Regions from separate parts of the Triticum aestivum genome. Here region 2 is linked to region 1. The links are chromatin contacts, called in public Hi-C maps. All regions are on one chromosome and are shown on one strand. The core of a region is the stretch at or near the end of the contact, and the rest is flanking DNA. Distances in the headings are between cores, read along the strand shown.

What was found. A called contact is a pair of places that touch in the nucleus more often than the background predicts.
Region 2: a Hi-C map of leaf shows a contact between it and region 1, with 6 times the contacts expected there. The contact joins the promoter of LOC123112564 here to the promoter of LOC123112559 in region 1. A contact is called at or near these places in 3 of 5 Hi-C or Micro-C datasets (all in leaf).

The regions. Positions count from the first base shown.
Region 1 is chr5B:473,183,115-473,186,982 of IWGSC CS RefSeq v2.1, forward strand. LOC123112559 (uridine kinase-like protein 1, chloroplastic) reads right to left here and starts at 1,281. Exons shown (of 14, transcript XM_044533591.1): 1 at 904-1,281; 2 at 711-802; 3 at 285-354; 4 at 62-180. The coding sequence starts at 1,120. LOC123112560 (ribulose-phosphate 3-epimerase, cytoplasmic isoform) reads right to left here. Exons shown (of 8, transcript XM_044533592.1): 3 at 3,557-3,619; 4 at 3,359-3,465; 5 at 3,188-3,285; 6 at 2,533-2,625; 7 at 2,387-2,428; 8 at 1,896-2,253. The coding sequence ends at 2,098.
Region 2 is chr5B:473,376,631-473,380,578 of IWGSC CS RefSeq v2.1, forward strand. It overlaps LOC123112564 (proteasome subunit beta type-1), which reads right to left and starts at 1,697. Exons shown (of 7, transcript XM_044533594.1): 1 at 1,473-1,697; 2 at 1,268-1,375. The coding sequence starts at 1,513.

The sequences.
Region 1 (3,868 bases), core at 31-2,530:
GTAAACACGGGAAACTTCTTCATGTCAACAAGTTCATAAGGCATAACTGATTACTACCAACCTTTCGGAACCTTTCTGAGCACCTTCGGTGATTTTTAAAGTCATATATAGGAACATTTACAGGCAATGCACGTTTTAGTTGCCCCATGCATTCAAGAAGTTGCTCCGTATCAAATGCGTCTGTAAAAAAAAAACATCTGCTTCACATTCCACGAAACAATAGACAGCTTCTCTGATCACTAACAAAGGTAGCATAGTTCCAATCAACATGAAAAGTGAAATACCAGGATGATCGAAGTTGTAGTCCTGAGCACTTGCAGATTCTTCAGCAGTTAAGCCACGGTAAAATGAATCCTACAAAATTAAAGGCCATACTGAAAATCAGGCATGTCCGGGAAATGAAATTGGTCTGCCTTTGAAATTTGCTGTAGGATTGTGTGCGACTAGCTTTACTGCGACTTCATTGTTCAGTTCTGGAGGTGCGAACAACAGCAGATCATTAGGTGTCTGTACACTCATTGTTCAGTTCCCAAACTAAGTGATGGCTATGCTAGCACGACAGGCCTTCGAATTTGATGAACTGCAGCACTTGGACACGACAGACAAACTAAAAGGCATGATTCTACTGCAGGAGGTGGTGTCAAGTGAGGATCCCTAGCAGGCTGGTAGCGCAGAGCACTTCGAATCACAGAAGCAGACAGTGAGCAGACCTGGTTGACGAGCACGACGCGGTGGTCGTGGAGCTGCTGGATGATCATGTCGCACACCGTGGTCTTCCCCGAGGCCGTCCCGCCCGAAACCCCTGGAGAGACCACGCGAACAGTTAAGTATCAGTCAGAGCTTCAGAACCACGCCACACTGAGCGACTGGCCAGTGGGGGAGCAGGGCGCTGGAGAAAAGTACCGATGACGAAGGGCTGCCTGAGTGAGGAGGGGGAGGCGACGTCGGCGCCGGCGTGGGCGAGCCCGTTGGCGAGGGCGGCGGCGGCGCCGGCGGAGGTGGAGGAGGAGGGGGAGGAGGGCCCGGAGGGGGCGGGGAGGCGCAGCGCCTCGAGACGGAGGCCGCTGAAGTGGGCCCCCACCGCGGACTCCATGGCGTCGTCCACCGCCTTGTCCGGCATGGTGTCAGCGGTCTCCGGTCGGTCCCGCCGCCGCCGCCGCGCCGCGATCGATCGGGATTCGGGATTCGGGATTCGCTCGCTCGCACGGCGGCTTCGCGGGTCCTGCTGGGTGCTGGCTGCTCTCCCCGACCCGGATCCGCTCGCGAGTCGCGGTCGGGTTTTTGAACCGACGGGAAAATAATTAGTTTCCCCGAACGAAACGTGGTGCGTGGGGCCGGTTTTGCTCGTGGAGGGGAGGGGATGGGTGCGTGCGCCGTGGACTGGGGGAGTGGCGGGTGGGCCCGCCGATGGGGATGGGAGTCACGGCGCAGGAACACCTCGCGCACGCAGGGAGCAGGCGGCTGGATGGGGTGGGGCCGGTGGCTAGCTCGGTGTACGATCTGATCACGCTGTTTTTCTCTTCTTCTCATCTCAACGACAAAAAGCCCATGAAGCATGTTGATTCGTTCGCTGCAACTGCTCTGTCGTCTATCAGCAGTAGCGTAGCGTATATAATACGGTTGCGTCAGTAGCATGAGTATGCGTGATCCAGTTTAGGGTATGGATGGATGGACAACTGATCGTTCAAAAAAAAACTGATCGATCAACGTGCGATGCACATGGCTCGAGACGTCTTGGTACTGGTGGTGTTAGAAAAAAGGAGACCAGGGCCAATCTGATTCCGCTCCTATCGACAACATGTGCCGCCTCGCCGTGTCCTCCCGTTTGGCAATGGCAGCGTGATACGAGGGAGGGAATGAGGAATCAGATCCTAATCTCAACCTGCGACGCACAGTGAACCACAAATATCGCACGGTAGTAGTGTCTTCCATGTCACTGTTATCAGTTTATCACTATCTCTACAAGACCCAAACTGCGTGAAAGCCAAGCGCACATTTTATTCGGAATCGCAAAACTGCTGACGAGCGTCGTGCAGAGTGGTTCTAGTTTACAGCAGAAACATACACGCAAGTCCGAGCGCGCAGAGCTACAGATGATCAGCTCTTGATCTGCGACGCCTCCACGCTCTTGCGCAGCGCCGAGATGACCTCTCCGGGGTCGGGCGCGCCGAACACGGAGCTCCCGGCGACGATGCAGTTGGCGCCGGCCGACGCGGCGGCGTCGATGGTGGAAGGACCCAGGCCGCCGTCGACCTACACACACAAACAATATAACGTCAGGAAACAATATAACGTCAGGAAACGAGACGCCGTGGGAAGATCGCCTATGGGCGCCTGTGGCTGTGATGTGATACTAGCCGAACATGGATCGGCATTGTAACTGTACCTCAATGTCGAGCGACGGGTGCTTCTTCCTCAGCGTACGCACCTGGAGAAACAAATCCAGGTTGCAGACAGACAAGTGGTCAGAACTATCCTACTAGATAAGAAAGGGTAAGAGTATCGACCCCGGAAAACAGAGTGGGTGGATACCTTATCCATCATCTCCGGCATGAACTTCTGGCCACCGAAGCCAGGCTCGACCGTCATCACGAGAACCAACTCTACAGGGGTTTCTGCTTCCACCTGTAAATACATGCAGTTGTTAGTAGAAATGCTAGCTAATCGGAGATCAGATGATTAAGTTTAGACAGGCCATCATGACAAAGGCCGTTCATCTGCAATGGAAGATGTACTAGAGTACAGTAACATTCAGTGAAGATTGTGTAAGAAGGGGAAGTGAAATGCGCCTGAACAAGGGAAACTGGATGTGCTTGTGCCACAATCATTTTGGTCAACAAATTATGCTAAGAGTTAAACATAACAGATTACTACTTGAATGGATCAATGGACCAATAGTCCAGTATACGAGTGCACAACAACACTAGTACAGTACCTAAAAAGGAACTACTTCCTACATAAATCAGCTCTGGATGGGGTTTCAGTTCTGGACACCAGAGGACACACTGGATTTTATGTATTAGAAATAAAGCTAACTGTACACATTGAAAATAAATGCATACAAGCTCACTTCTCATGTTAGCTGTTAATATGATTTTTTTTTATTTTAAATGTATTTTCTTCCAGTGGTTTTTCAATAATGTACAACATGATAACAAGAACAATTGTATGGAACAAATGAAGTTACCAGGGGAAAAACATCCTCCACAGGAGTACCAGGCTTCAATGATACACCAGGTCGCATGCCCTTTGCTTTAATGCTTTGGATGAGCTCTTTCCAGTTATCTGCACCAAGCTTTCCATAAGGCAACAAAAATCATGAACCATTCGCAGATTTGTCAGCACGTGGTTTATTTACCCCTGGTTACTTCTATATGGAACGTGAATCCTGAGGCACCAGCTTTTCCAAATGCCTCTACATAATCTGAAGGATTTGTGACCATGAGATGGCAGTCCAAATATGCCCTAGAAATCAAGAATAGCAGTATTAGGTGCATACAGCCTATACGAACAGAATCCATCAAAGTGAATATTAGATAAGACAAGGAAGGTATACTTTGTGTGCTTCCTCAAGCTCTCAATCACTGGAGCTCCAATAGTTAAATTAGGAACAAAGTGCCTGCGTGTGCAAACAGCCAGCTTCAAAATTGATAGTTCTTTTGGTTATCATCAAAATAGTCTATCATCAAATTTCCGGACAAGATGAATGCATTGTCCTTCAAACTTGATTCAACATATATAACATAATAATGATATTCTTTTTGCATGCAGTCTTTCATCTGGGAGTTATAGAAAGATATTCAAGAGAACATCCAGACATAGGATCTGTATGATCCTGTTGACCAAAAAAAAAAAAGATTCCCACATG
Region 2 (3,948 bases), core at 447-2,946, 190 kb after region 1:
GACAAATAAAGAAATGATGTTTTAATATTTTACGCAAGCAATGAGCCACATATTGAAATTATTAACAATATAAAATTGTCAGCTAGGGAATACCCAGCTTTGTCACAAAGCGGGATAAAGAGTCATTGTTAACTAAGCTTCATGGTAAAAGAAAGAAACCAATTGCATGATAATAACTTGGACCTGCTAATGTGTGCCTACAACACTACAACATTTGCTTTCACTCATACAACAAGATATTACTGCAATGTATATCATTAACTAGACTTAATTAAGAATTTAGATATAAATGATTACCGCCTAACATTAAGCAAGAAAATAGATTTGCAGAACATGCTCTTTGAAAGCAAATTTGATATTTGGGGAGTTGGGGGTATAACCAAATGCAAGTAACATCACAATAGCAAGGCTGTATTGGAACATAATTACGGCACAATTGGTTGTGATGAAACTCTCAATCAAATGAAGACATATATTGCATTTCATTGCATCATTTTGTGTTATATGTCCTACTCCAGACGGTGTAAACCCGAAAGCTTTTTATCAATTTTCACATTAACCAGCAGCATGGAGCAAACCTATAGGTAAGAGATATCATCCACTGCCAGCTATCCATACCAAACAGTTTAACGCCTATGGAACAAAAATAGAACCAAATTGTCTATCATGGTATGAACAGACATTACGACAGACCAATTCCAGAAGACGCACATGAAGTAGAAATCTAAAAGAATTTGAGATAAAGCTCATTGTAGACTTTCTGAATGCCAGCATAGAAGCATACCTAATGGCATCTTACAAATTTATCTGTTTGAACTTAAAGATAAGCATAAAAATGAAACAATAAGAACATCTTTCTGTCTCCCAAACCAATCCTCTATTTAATTACAGGGACGAAGATGGCTGTCCAGGCTATGACAAAAGTATCCTATGACCTGGAGTGAGGGTACACAAACTAAAGACAAGGCATGTTTCATGTTTATGTCGTCTCTCCATAGAAATCGGCAAATCGCATCAAAAGCACGCTGGGACAGCCAGGGTTTACAGAAGAAAAACTCATGAACGTTTTGGTGTTTTCCCCCAATTCAATCCGAGACCTCCAAGCACCAAACCCTAGCCAAATCGACGAAGCGAGGCTCTAAAATCCGACCTCTCCACCAAGGTATCCAAACCCTATCGCACCACAGTGCCACACGGTCTCCCGGCCGACAAACCCTAGTCGCCAGGCAGACAGATCGAGGCACGAGATTTCGGCGGGGGAACTTACAGCTCGCAGATCTTGGAGTGCTCGCGCGTGAGGATGTTGTATCCGACGGAGAGGCGGGTGTCGGCGGCGACCACGCAGTAGTCCGCGCCGGCGATGGCCACGCAGGTCCTGCACAGACGCCAACCAAAAGCGGCCCTCGTTATGAGATGCGCGGAGACGGGCGGCGGGGGCGGGGCCGACGAAGGGCGAGAGGGAGGGCGCTTACCCGCCGTTGTTCTCGTAGACCCAGTCGCCGCGCCTCGACATGGCGGTGGTCGGAGAGGGCGGGCTGCTCGGGGGCTTGTGGTGGAGTCGCCGGAGTTCGTGGCTTGGAGGAGAAGGCGAAGTGGAGCAGTGCGGTGCCCTGTGCCTCGCTTCCTTCCCCCTTTGATCTGATTTCTTCGTGGCCTTCTCGATCTCGGTGGGTCGAGGCTTCGTAGGCCGTCCTGGGCCGCGATGGACTGCGCTTTCTTTGCTCACAGCAAACAGGTCTTTTTGTCGGGCCGGAATCGGGGCCCATTCCCCGAAACAAAATATTTCGTTTTGGATAATGTAATGAGAGCAACTAATTAACGAGCGCTCCTTCGGGAGCCTCGCAACGATCAGCGTTACTTGGCGCGCTCTCAGTCATTCGTCACATGTCGCACTCTAGGCGCTTCCTCCGGATTTTTTTTTATTTTTTCGCGCGCGTTTTTGGCTTTGGAAACGGTTTTTTTTCGGGTTTTTTTGACGTTTTGGTTTTCCACCGGTCTTCCCAAACTTTTCAACCTCTGTTAGAAAAGGCAGTGCCTAGGAGGCGCTTAGGCACGCCTAGGCACTAGGCAATGGCCAAACGCCTCGCCTAGGTCATAAATGGAGGTTTAGGCAGGGCAAGCAAGGAATTGCCTACGCAAGCAAGAAATGATGCCACATACTGCACTAATATACCAAATGGGTTATATTCCAATGGTAGTAGATGATAATTAACTTATTTATATGCCCTAAACTAATATCAACACCCATATAATAATCACAAATACACTACGAGTAAAAATTATATTACCGCCTAGGCCGCGCCTAGGGCGCTTAGGCACCGCCTAGGCACTAGGCAAAGGCCAACCGCTTCGCTTACACCTACCGCTTTTTCCACCCTTGTTTTCGACAAAAAAAAAATTGCGCAAAAAAGCGCAGTTTTTTTTTGGGAGAGTCACTATTTTGTTTTCGCGAGAGACACGGTTGTGCTTTCGCGAGAGGCACGGCCGTGCCTCTTGGAAACGGGGAAAACGCGTTTTCTATTTGTTTTTTCCTTTCGCGAGAGGCATGGTTTTGCTTCCGCGAGAGACACGGTTGTGTTTTCGCAAGAGTCACGGTCGTGCCTCTTGGAAACAAAAAAAATATGTTTTCTGTTTTTTTTCTTTCGTGAGAGGCACAGTTTTGCTTCCGCGAGAGGCGCGGTTGTGCTTTCACGAGAGTCACGGCCGTGCCTCCTCGAAAAAGGAAAAAAACGAGTTTTCTGTTTTTTTTTTCTTCCGCGAGAGGCACGGTTGTGATTTCGTCAGAGGCATGGACTTACTTTTCAATATGGATGTAAACAAAGCAGAAATGGACGGAACTGGGTGCTACCACATTTGTTTTCATATTCTTTTAGAAGCGAAAAGAAAAACAAAAACCCCGAAGATGAATACGAAAACAAATACCACCAAAAGCAGACACAAAGCGGACATGAAAACAGAAGTGGGCATTGACTGGAACTTCAAAACCCTTGAGTCATAGAGAAATAAACACAAAAACAAATAAATTTAATGAAATGTTACCGTGGCAACAAAATAATATGATTATGTTAGCAACTTAACGTAGTATTGTAGTAGTACTGGACAATTGTGTATATGGTCTCGTTGAGTACGTATGTGGTAGTAGAAGTTGGACCTCAAATGATCTATTCTGCTCATTGCGTTATTGTGTGTCATTGTGTGTTATTTGGTGGTTGGGCTACAAAGCAGCCATAGACCTATACTAAAAATGGAAATTCCATATTCATGGAAATGGAAAGTTTCATTTTCACATCTGTTCCACCAGAAAACACCGTTCCGTTTTTGTTTTCGTTTTCGCATAAGAATTTCATTTTCATTTTCGTTTTGCAAATTTCTGTTTCCATTTTCATATTTCCTCTTCATTTCAATTTTTCCTCCGGAAAAGGGAAAAGTTTTCATGCCATTTTCATCCCTACTTTTAAAACAATGCAACCATCTCACATCAGCAAGTGTGAGTCATCGATTATATCTTTTGCATTACCTTATACATGTAGCTGCTACATCATCAGTTGATGCATGTGAGTCATAAGTTGTATTTTTGCATTATGTTTTGTGTTGTCATGGATAATCTGATGTGTTAAGCGCTTGGCGCATGCATATGTAGTTCATATTTAATTTGCCCAAATGATAAGTGCCACATGTCTGGTGCGTGGCACTCCAGCGCTGATGTTTTTTGATGGCAATTCCAGTTATCTAAGGATGGAAAATTTCAGTGACACACAATAAATTTCTGTTAAAAATAAATTAAAGCACAAAAGTTGTCATTCTCGCGTCACTAAACTTACCATAAAAACGTCTGGAGTTGTCATGTGCTCGTACCTGACGTGTGACACTTATCAGGGTCCTTCATTTTTTTTGTTAGAAATGACATTCTTTTAACTGAGGTCCATTTTTTTCCTTTTTATACATCAT